2 separate regions of the Columba livia genome follow, and region 2 is linked to region 1. Evidence: chromatin contacts called from public Hi-C data. All regions are on one chromosome and are shown on one strand. Each heading gives the region's core, a stretch centred on a gene start, on an enhancer-like site or on the middle of the called end of the contact. The rest is flanking DNA. Distances are from core to core; before and after follow the strand shown. Region 1 holds the start of NKX2-2 (NK2 homeobox 2). Region 2 overlaps KIZ (kizuna centrosomal protein).

Region 1 (4,712 bases), core at 1,598-4,097:
GCCCTCGTTTGCTTCATCGCGTCTCCTTTCGCCGGCGGCCCGAAGGTTCCCGCTCCCCACAAAGCGCCGGGTCTCTCCCTCTGTTTTAAGCCACCGACGCCCCCGACTTCTCCGTCGAGCGATACCATACACATATATACTGTATGATAATATATAATATTTATATAAATGAATAAAAGGGTGTTTGGTGGGAGTTTTCCGTTACCCCTCCCAGTGCGGTTCGCTCGCTCTGACCTCTAACCCATCCCGCATCCCATCTCCGATAACAAGCGTCAAGTGGATTAGTTTATTGTTTGATTAGAGCGTAGGTGCGAGCTATTGTTTTCCCTCTCTCCAGACCACAAATAAACAAACAGAAAGGGCTGCACCTTGCCGCTTGGTACGGATTAGCGAAGCCCACACAAAGCCTTTGTTAGGGGGACAGGTTTATTTTATCTCGTAGAATGAGCTACACTTGAAATAAATAGGGAAAGGGAAGTGCACCCTGTGTCACTCCTGATAATTGTTATTAGAAGCTTCACCTGTAAGCAGCACCCTCTTTGTTTTAAAGTGTGGCGGGGAAAGGAGAGCCGCGTCATTACCGAAGACATCTTTTGTTTGGGATAAAAAAAACCCGACAAACAATAAATCCAAAACAAAACTATCGCTACATCCTTCGAGAGCCCGCACTGCCGGTTTAAGCGACATTTCGCAGGGATGAAGCGGCAGCTCCGCGGAGATACTGCCGGCTCGGCGGCGGCTCCGGCTCGGCGGGTCGCACCCACGCCAGGCCATGGGAAACGGACGGGGACCCCACGCACCGGAGTAGCCGGCACGCCGGCATCCCTGCCGGGGGGTAAGGAGTGTAAAAATAATCCTGTTTCCTGAAATCGGGGGAAACCGGAGTCCTCTGAATCCTCCGTCGCTTTCAATAACTTAATAGTAACGTGCGGGGCTCGGAGTTTCTGTGGGGTGAAATTCCCGGCTCTGCTCACGGCTGGAAAAATGGCATTGACAAAGGAGTTAGGGATGGATTTTGGGGGGAAAAAAAAATGGGGAGGAGAAAGGGGGAAGATTCCCCCGCGCAGAGAGAGGATTCGGCACCAGCCTTCCCTATGGAGGCTGAGGAGAAAGCCCCTGCCACCCCCCAAAATCCGGGCGCCGGCCTGCCTTTCTCCCAGAGACAATTAAATCTTCTCCAGGACATAGGAATCTAAATGAGCTTTCCTATTCTCACGCTTACTCTATCTCCTTCCCCCCGAAGCTTCAAAGACGGAGAAATCCTTCCAATTCACCGATATTACTTATAAATTTGTAGATCTAGATCTAGCCTGCCCTCCAACCAACCTCCCGAGGTGGCGAATTGTAATAGAAATTGGGATTTTTCCCTCTTCTCCCTGGAGGCTAACGGGGTTATGTCAGAGCCGGAGGGCACATGTTAGGGCTTTGATAAATGCACTTTAATGAGATCTTTGAAAATATTGCCAATAGTGGCGGAGGCAGTTTGTTAAGGCCATGCGTGCGAGCACAAAGCCGGGAGCCCCCCGCACCCCGCAGCTGCTCGATCCAGTTATTTGTCTTATTTAATTCCGCTCCCCCCCCTTGGCCAAAACTATAAGCCCAGCCTGGGGCCTCTCTTCCCTTTCCAGTCTATTATAAACTGTTCTATTTGCCGGGCAAATGTTTCTCTCCGTCCAGGCAGCCCCCCGGCTCTATTCGTCCCCGTCTCTCTAATGATTAAACGTGTCCCAATGAGATTAAGCTTTGTCCGAAATGTTTCTCCTCGGGAAGGAAAAACCCGACCCGTTTCGCCGGGGGCGATTGGAATGCAGGGGATTTACGGCTGAGAGCACTTTCTTATCTGAATTTACTTCTCACACCCGCACGCACAACGCGGAGGGCTTAGCGGGTGTTCGCAGGTAGCTTGTGGATGTCTGTCGCGACTGGGGGTGCCGGGGGTTCCACGTTAAGCCTCCGACGAAGACTCTGGTGCCCGCACACCTTGCGCAGGGCGGGGTGGGGGGGGTCAGTCTCTTTTCGGGAGAAGGATGGGGAAGGGTCTACCCGAGGGGACCCGACCCACGCACTCGGGCCCGAGTCGGGGCGCACCCGCGCGGCGTGGGCAATGCCGGAGAGACGAAGGGATGGAGTGAAGGAGGGGGGAGCGGCGCGGCGGGCCTAGCCGGAGGCGGGGGCCGGGGACATTCTCGGTCCTCTGGCGGACTCTGCCGTCGCAGCCGAGAAGTGTCCCGCCGCCGGGCCATGGGGCGGGGGGGCAGCGCCCTCGGCTCCCCCCCTCCCCGGGCCCGGCGGGCGGAGCGCCCCGGTGTGACCGCGCTTTCCCCGGCCCCAGCGCGCACGGGGGGCGGCCGGGCGCTCATCCGGGGCCGGGGGCGGGCCGGCGGAGCCCCGCCGTCGGGGCAAGGGGACGTGACCGCCTTACCGGCTCCTCGGGAGGCCGCTCAGCATCAACTTCTCCCCGCGTCGCCCCACACAAGCCCTTTCCCACCTGCTGCTCCCGGCTTCCCGCGGGGTCTTTTCCCCCAGTTTCCCCGCTGTCAGCGGCGCGGATCGCTGCGGCCCGGCGCCGCCCCCTGCCCGGCGCGACGGGGCTCACCTGCGGGCCGGGGGGGCTCTATGCGGGCGGTGGTTGAGCGCGGCGGCGGCTCCGCGCCTCTCGCATTGTCTCCGCCGTGTGCAGGGGCGGCCGCTCCTTCCTCCGGCTTTACATCGCGCGGGCTGTTTGCTTTCCTCCCCGGCGGCTGACGCCAGGCGAAATACTGGCCATATGTTCAGCGGTAATAAATTGGTTATAAGCGCAAACACGTCGGTTCCTGGATGGCTCTTTTAAGCCTGCCCCGGCCCTGCCGCTGAGCCGGCCCCTCTTCCCCCGGGGGGCAGAGCCCTCCCCCGGCCCCCCTTCCCCAAAGATGCGGAGAAGCCGCTTTCTGCCGGCGCGGGGACTCCGGCCCCCCCCGGCTCTGCCCAAATCCCCCCCTCGCCCGGCGCTCCCACCTCGCTTCTTCACACCTCCCACCCCGCTGCGCCCCGGGCAGCCGCAACTTCCCCCGGCCGAGCCGGGCTGCTCTTTAACAAGCTCGCCCTCTATAAATCGCTCGGTAGCTAAGACGCTATAAAAACCAAATAGCCAGATGTGGCACGTTATTTATGTGTGAAAGCTCGTTTACATTAGATATGCTGATCCAAGCTTTGATAGCGGGGGTTTGCGAGAGATTAGAGCTGGGTTGCCAGAGATGGTTCCAGCTGCAGCCCCCTCCTCCCATGCCCCTTTTTCTTTTTTCCTAAGTGGGGGCAAAGAAAAGGTGATGGAGTTGCGGTGGGGGGAGAGTGGCGCTGTCCGACTTTCCTGAAGCTGAGGATGAGAAGTGGTACCTGGTTGCAAGAGGGTCCTGCCAAAGGTGCGAGCCCTGCGAATACAGACAGAAACACGAAGAAGGTACAGCTGGCCAGAAAGGCTTCTTGGGCAGCCAAACCTGGGGGTCCATCTCCCTTCCAAAGGCTCAAGTAAGCACCCCCCTGCCACCGCCACCAGCACAGCCACTGCAAAGTCCTCTTGAAGGGGCATCACTGGTGACTGCTGGGGCCAGAGGGAAGGTCACAGGGATCCTTCTCCATCTCACCCCATCTGAATTCTCCCCACAACCTGCCATATTTTTAAAAGCACTGGAGAGACCTTGGACTCCTCTGTGAAAGTCCCCAGGGCCCAGGACAGATATCTCTTAGCTAACTACCCTGCTCACAGGCAGCTCTAACAGAGCTGCCTGCTGATAAAGTGATTGATCCTCATACCAATCAATAAAGATCTTGTTCTTAGCAATTAATAACTTTGCCAAGCTCGTTTTGTTTGGATAAAAAAGTGCCCAGGTTGCTGAATGAGGGAGTGAGATTAGGGGAAAAAAAATCCCACTGCCTACATAAAAATACAAACATAAATAGTTAGCTCTTTATTTACATACCTGTGAAGTCTTCGACTTTCCTAACAAGAAATTAAATCTGAATGTCTGGGACATGTTTTTACACCCCCTTTTGGGTGCTTTTGGGCACCTGAGGTGCGTGTCCAGCTGCCCTACAGAACCGCTGCAAGCCAGACTGCCAGGCCCCAGGAAGGACAGTAAAGCAGGTGATGTGGGTGTCCATATCAAACCTGTGTGGCAGGTGCAGTTGTGGAAATTAAGTATTTATTGCTGAGCAGAAACAGGCTGGGAGGTTTTTATCTGAGGGTATGTTTCACAGGTGGAGGAGGCTTTTTAGATATTGATTTGTTTGTAGGATCATCAGGAAACGCTGCCTTAGGAAAAATGTAGAAGAGGCCAGGATACTTTCTCTGTGTAGGCTTGTTCTCTCTTCCTTGATCAGCCTGCAATAATTGTAATGGTTTGTTGAAGAGGGCTTGACTGTCAAACCGTAAGGATGCGTTGGAGAGAGCTACTGGGTCCCTCCCAGCTCCAGGGAGAGAATGAAGAATGTTGAGCCGGTGAGAAGATGCTGCTCATCCACCCACCCGTAGTCTCGTGCTCTCCCCATCTTCTCTCCTCCAGCAGCTCTCTCTGTGAGACAGCAGATGTTCTCCCGCACCCATTCCCAGCACCCTCCCTCCCAGCACCCAGTGCACTGCCCATCTGGAAGAGGCAAGAGTGGAAAACCCTACAACTCCTAAAATAGCCTGCGCGGTTTCTCAGGGAGGCGGCTGTGCCAGGTGGCCAGTCTGGAGC
Region 2 (4,712 bases), core at 1,425-3,924, 180 kb before region 1:
TTGTATCCTGGTTCCTTTGGCTGCTGTAACACGAGATGGTTGAACCGGCACCCGGAGCAGCACGGCTGTAGAACGGCAGGCCGATGAAGCCGCCTCTGAGCGCTGTAGCTGTGTGTGGGGTTGTTTCCCAGGCCGCTGTTGCTCTGGCTGGGGCTGCGATCAGGCAAATGAAGGTATTTCCAAATAACTTCACGTGTGCCCTGGCTGCATCTGTGTATTTTGGAGCCTTTTGCGGAAGCCGGGAGGGAAGCCACAAGGTGGCAATGTGCACAAGGCAATGGAAATCCTCCCGGGCCTGCCCCTCCGCAGCGCTGCTCCGGAGCTCGTTATTCAGCTGGATTGACACTTGTCCTGGTACAGGAGTTAGTACAGGGTTTCAAGCATTTTTACCGTTTGGGAAAGATTTTACAAGAGGAAGGACGTAAATCCAACACGCAGCTGTGAGGGTGAGCATCTCTGTGTGCTGCCTTGGTTCATGTTGGTGGGTGTCCCCCCGGCTTGGGGGGTGTTTCCAGACCGAGCCCCTGGCAGAGGGAGGACGTGTGTCTTGGGTGCTGCAGGACCTGCTGACACCCGTGTGCTTCAGCAAGAGTGTGCTGGTGACCGAGACAAACCGGGTGTACCCAGTGGAAATCACCTTGTGCTCTGCATTGTCCCCAGGGATGCAGGGAAGCAAAACCCTGAACATCGCGTTTCCCTAAAGTTTGCTTCCTATTGCATTGCTTTGAGGAAGGCAAAACTGGCGAAATTCAAGGTAATGCAACTCAAAAGCGGCATTGTGGGCTGTCCGGGCAGCGCAGGGCCGTGTGTGCCCGGCTGTGACCACACCGCCTCTGGTGTGCCAAGGGCACTGAAAACAGGCTGAGCTCAAGGGCAGAGAGGCAGGAAACCAAGATGAAAGGTCAGTGGTCACCTTCCTAATAGGCAGGAGATGTCTTTTTGTTTTGTTTTGGAAACACTATCCACAAACCCACTGTTGTTAATTCTTGCAGAGCAGACCTGTGTCTTGCCCAGTCCCTTTCCCTGAGGGAAGGAGCATACTTTACTTGGTTCCCTGCTTCTTTTTTATGAAGTCAGCTCATTTATTTGCTCCTTGGAAAGCCTCTTTACAGCCCCTTGAGGAGCAGTGGCATGTGGCTCTGGGACGGGAGGCTGCTCTGGTGCTGTGTGCTGTGCCAGGACAGCTCGTCTGCCGTCCAGAACTGCAAATCCCTGCCCGATGGAGACATTAGCAACACTAGGAGTTTAGCTGGTACCCACATTCTCCGCGAAGCCCAACCTAAAGCACTGAGGCGTGTTGAAGGGTTGTGAGTGAAAGCAGTGCAAGCGGAATGTTAATCTTCTGGCAGAACAAATGCTGTGAATTGTTGCACGTTTGCTTATCCAGGGGCTGGTCGTTCCCCGAACGCCTCCTGCCCCTTAGCCCAGGAGGAGCTGCCGCCGCCGGGTTTGCGGGCTGCGGACACGAGATGGCATCGCGGCCGTGCGGCAGGAGGCAGCTCGCTCCCAGTCTTTCTGGGCATGCTTCCAGGCAATGATATCTTTTCCCACCAGTTGTGAGGGACCTGAACTTTAGTTGGCACGAGAAGCTCAAAAAAAGCAACTGTTTAAAAAACAGGATCCCTTTTCTGTCTGGTGAGGTGCTTGGGGGAGAGCTGGTTTGCGGAGCGAGGCTCCCAGACAGCTGGTTGTGGAGCAGAGCATGTGAGCGGCCCCGGGGCTGGGGGCTGGCATGGGGCTGGGGCTTCCCTGAACCAGCATGGCGCTGGGGACCTGCAGCCGAAATCCCACCAGCCAGGTCCAAACCGCTCTCGCCAAGTCCCTGGGAGATGCACACGAGCAGCTCTGGTGCCGGAGCCCTCAGCCCCTGTGGTGATCCCAGGGGGCGTGCAGGGACCTGGGCAGCCTGGTGGCAGAATTGGGCCCCTGGCCCGGTCCCGCCGAGCCCAGGCTCGCCCCGCTCTCTCCTTGCCCGGGGTTCTGGTCATGTCTGCCAAATGTCTGTGTTCTTGTGCCGTTTGAGCTTTTTTATGTGTAGTTGCAAAGCCTTGAAAATGCAAGGTGTGTCCTCCAGAAAGCATGTAAGTGTTTTTCTGCGGAAAGAAGTCATCCCTTTAAATCTGGCTCTCTGGAGATAATATGAGTAAGAAGCTCTGCTGTTCGCAGGCGGCTCCTGGCAGGGCAGCGGGAGGCAAAGGCACACACTGCCCAACACATCCCGAGCTTGAGCCACTTGATCGGAAACAATTGGGCTTTCTGTGGATTTAAAAGGGCTCAGTTCAGCACAGAAACAAACAGCGAAGATGATGTTCTCTGACATTCATCTGTGTCCTGCAGGAGAGGAAAGCAAGCTTCACCAGCCAGATGATTTTCAAATGAATTGCAGGGCTGGGTGGGGAAGTCAGAGGCTCTTTTCTGAAGAATAGAGCCCTTAGTGTCTGCGCTGCAACACTATTCCCCTTCTGTCTGTCTTTAGCTCTTTGTTATGTCAACATCTGTAGCTGTGAGTAAATAGCAGAGGGGGAGAATGCATATTGTGGTGCTGCTGGAGCAGGCAGGCTGGGCCGGGGCCAGGCGCCCGCACGGACCCGCTGCCTCTGCCCGGGGTCACTGCACGCACAGGCTCCCAAACCCCTCGTTTCTGATGAGACACGTTGCTGGGTGCTCTGCTGAGAGGATCCTGTGCAGGGCACAACAGCCCTGGTGTCAGCCCTGTGGGTGTGCTGGTGCTGCAGGCGAGACAGGATGCAAGTACTTGTCTAGTTAATCCATGAAACGTTCGTGTTTTCTCTTGCCAGCTCCCTCCAGGTATTTTTTTAGCTATGCTGATTCTTATGAATAAAACTTGTAAATATTTGTAATTGTATAAATGCGCAGAAGTGCTAGGAGAAGTTGTTTTATCAAGGACTTTCAAACCCTGCAGGCAGTGGCACCTCCTCACCCTCCTCCCAGGCAGTTCCAGGCAAAGCTGGTCTCAAGGCAGAGCCGCTCTGCTGTGTCTGCGCAGACCGGCGGCTGGCGGAGGGGAGGGCGAAGGCTGGGGGCCCTGGAGGGCCGGCTGCCGTGGCTGAGGCCGTGGAGGGCCGGCTGCGATGCCTGGGGGCCATGGAGGGACGGCTGCCGTGGCTGAGGCCATGGAGGGCAGGCTGCAAGCTGGGCTCTCTCGGACAGACCAGGGATGGCTACGAGCTGGGCTCTCTCGGACAGACCAGGGATGGCTACGAGCTGGGCTCTCTCGGACAGACCAGGGATGGCTACGAGCTGGGCTCTCTCGGACAGACCAGGGATGGCTACGAGCTGGGCTCTCGGACAGACCAGGGATGGCTACGAGCTGGGCTCTCTCACAGAGCAGGGATGGCTACGAGCTGGGCTCTCTCACAGAGCAGGGATGGCTACGAGCTGGGCTCTCTCTCACAGAGCAGGGATGGCTACGAGCTGGGCTCTCTCACAGAGCAGGGATGGCTACGAGCTGGGCTCTCTCACAGAGCAGGGATGGCTACGAGCTGGGCTCTCTCTCACAGAGCAGGGATGGCTACGAGCTGGGCTCTCTCACAGAGCAGGGATGGCTACGAGCTGGGCTCTCTCACAGAGCAGGGATGGCTACGAGCTGGGCTCTCTCTCACAGAGCAGGGATGGCTACGAGCTGGGCTCTCTCTCACAGAGCAGGGATGGCTACGAGCTGGGCTCTCTCTCACAGAGCAGGGATGGCTACGAGCTGGGCTCTCTCTCGCAGACCAGGGATGGCTACGAGCTGGGCTCTCTCTCACAGAGCAGGGATGGCTACGAGCTGGGCTCTCTCACAGAGCAGGGATGGCTACGAGCTGGGCTCTCTCGCAGGCCCCGGAGATTGACAGCAAGGTGCTCACCGGCTCGGGCTCGCAGGGACCAGCCAAATGTCGGCACAGCGCCTCGCGAGCAGTTTGCTGTGCTCGGGGAGCTGCTAGATGCACTGATGGCGGTCTGTGTGGCATTTCCCCGCCTGGGGAGCCAACTAATGAGCAGGTGAACTTCTGTTTCAGTGCAGCCTCAGAGCATGCCCTTTCCAGGGGAAAAGCAAGATCACAAATTCCTGCCTAGTAAACATTGTGGTGAACTTTGGAAGATGTGCTTCATCTCTCTTCTCCATTTGCCTGCTGTTGTGTAGCTTTTAAATAGAACTGCTGTCTCCTCAGAGCTCTTTGTGGCAGCCCAGCCTCTCTGTGCAGGCTGCTTTTGCTGGGCCGTGCTGTGTTTGAGCTGCTCTGCTTTACAGCCGTGTTCCCTCCAAAGGGGTCAACACAGCTCCCATGCGAGTTCACCTGAAAATCGGCTTTGTTTATGGGCAGCATCCCTGCATCTGAGGACGGCAGGACAGCTGCACTGCAGAGCAAGGTGCTGTGCGGGTGTGTGCTACGAGGATGGTGAACTCCTTAGGCAAAGGGCAAGCAGGACCCCGGGAGCCACCTGGGCTCAGGCAGCAGTTCTGGACTTGGAATTAAATCCAGTGTTGCTGGCACAAGGGACAGGCTGGAGCTTGGGTGAGACACACAGAAAATTTCTTAGGCCTGTGATCAAGACGTGTCCTGCAGCTGCCTCTGAACAGAACCATCGTCTTAGTGGCTGGAGTCGGCGCTATTTCTACGCGCTCTGTTCAGTTAGTTGTGTGATCATTCCTGCCTCTGAGGTTTCATTTGTTGGCTTCCCCAGACAGCGCTGTGTGTTGGGCTCACCTC

The links. A called contact is a pair of places that touch in the nucleus more often than the background predicts.
Region 2: a Hi-C map of liver shows a contact between it and region 1, with 3 times the contacts expected there. The contact joins the enhancer-like site here to the promoter of NKX2-2 in region 1. A contact is called at or near these places in 2 of 2 Hi-C or Micro-C datasets (crop and liver).

The regions. Positions count from the first base shown.
Region 1 is chr3:121,270,142-121,274,853 of bColLiv1.pat.W.v2, reverse strand. It overlaps NKX2-2 (NK2 homeobox 2), which reads right to left and starts at 2,847. Exons shown (of 3, transcript XM_065060015.1): 1 at 2,597-2,847.
Region 2 is chr3:121,446,528-121,451,239 of bColLiv1.pat.W.v2, reverse strand. All of the region lies in intron 1 of KIZ (kizuna centrosomal protein), which reads left to right. Among named protein-coding and RNA genes, the nearest start is that of KIZ, 15 kb to the left of the region's middle. Within about 2 kb of position 2,674, at least 1 of the 3 cell types and tissues checked has an H3K27ac peak away from gene starts, as active enhancers do.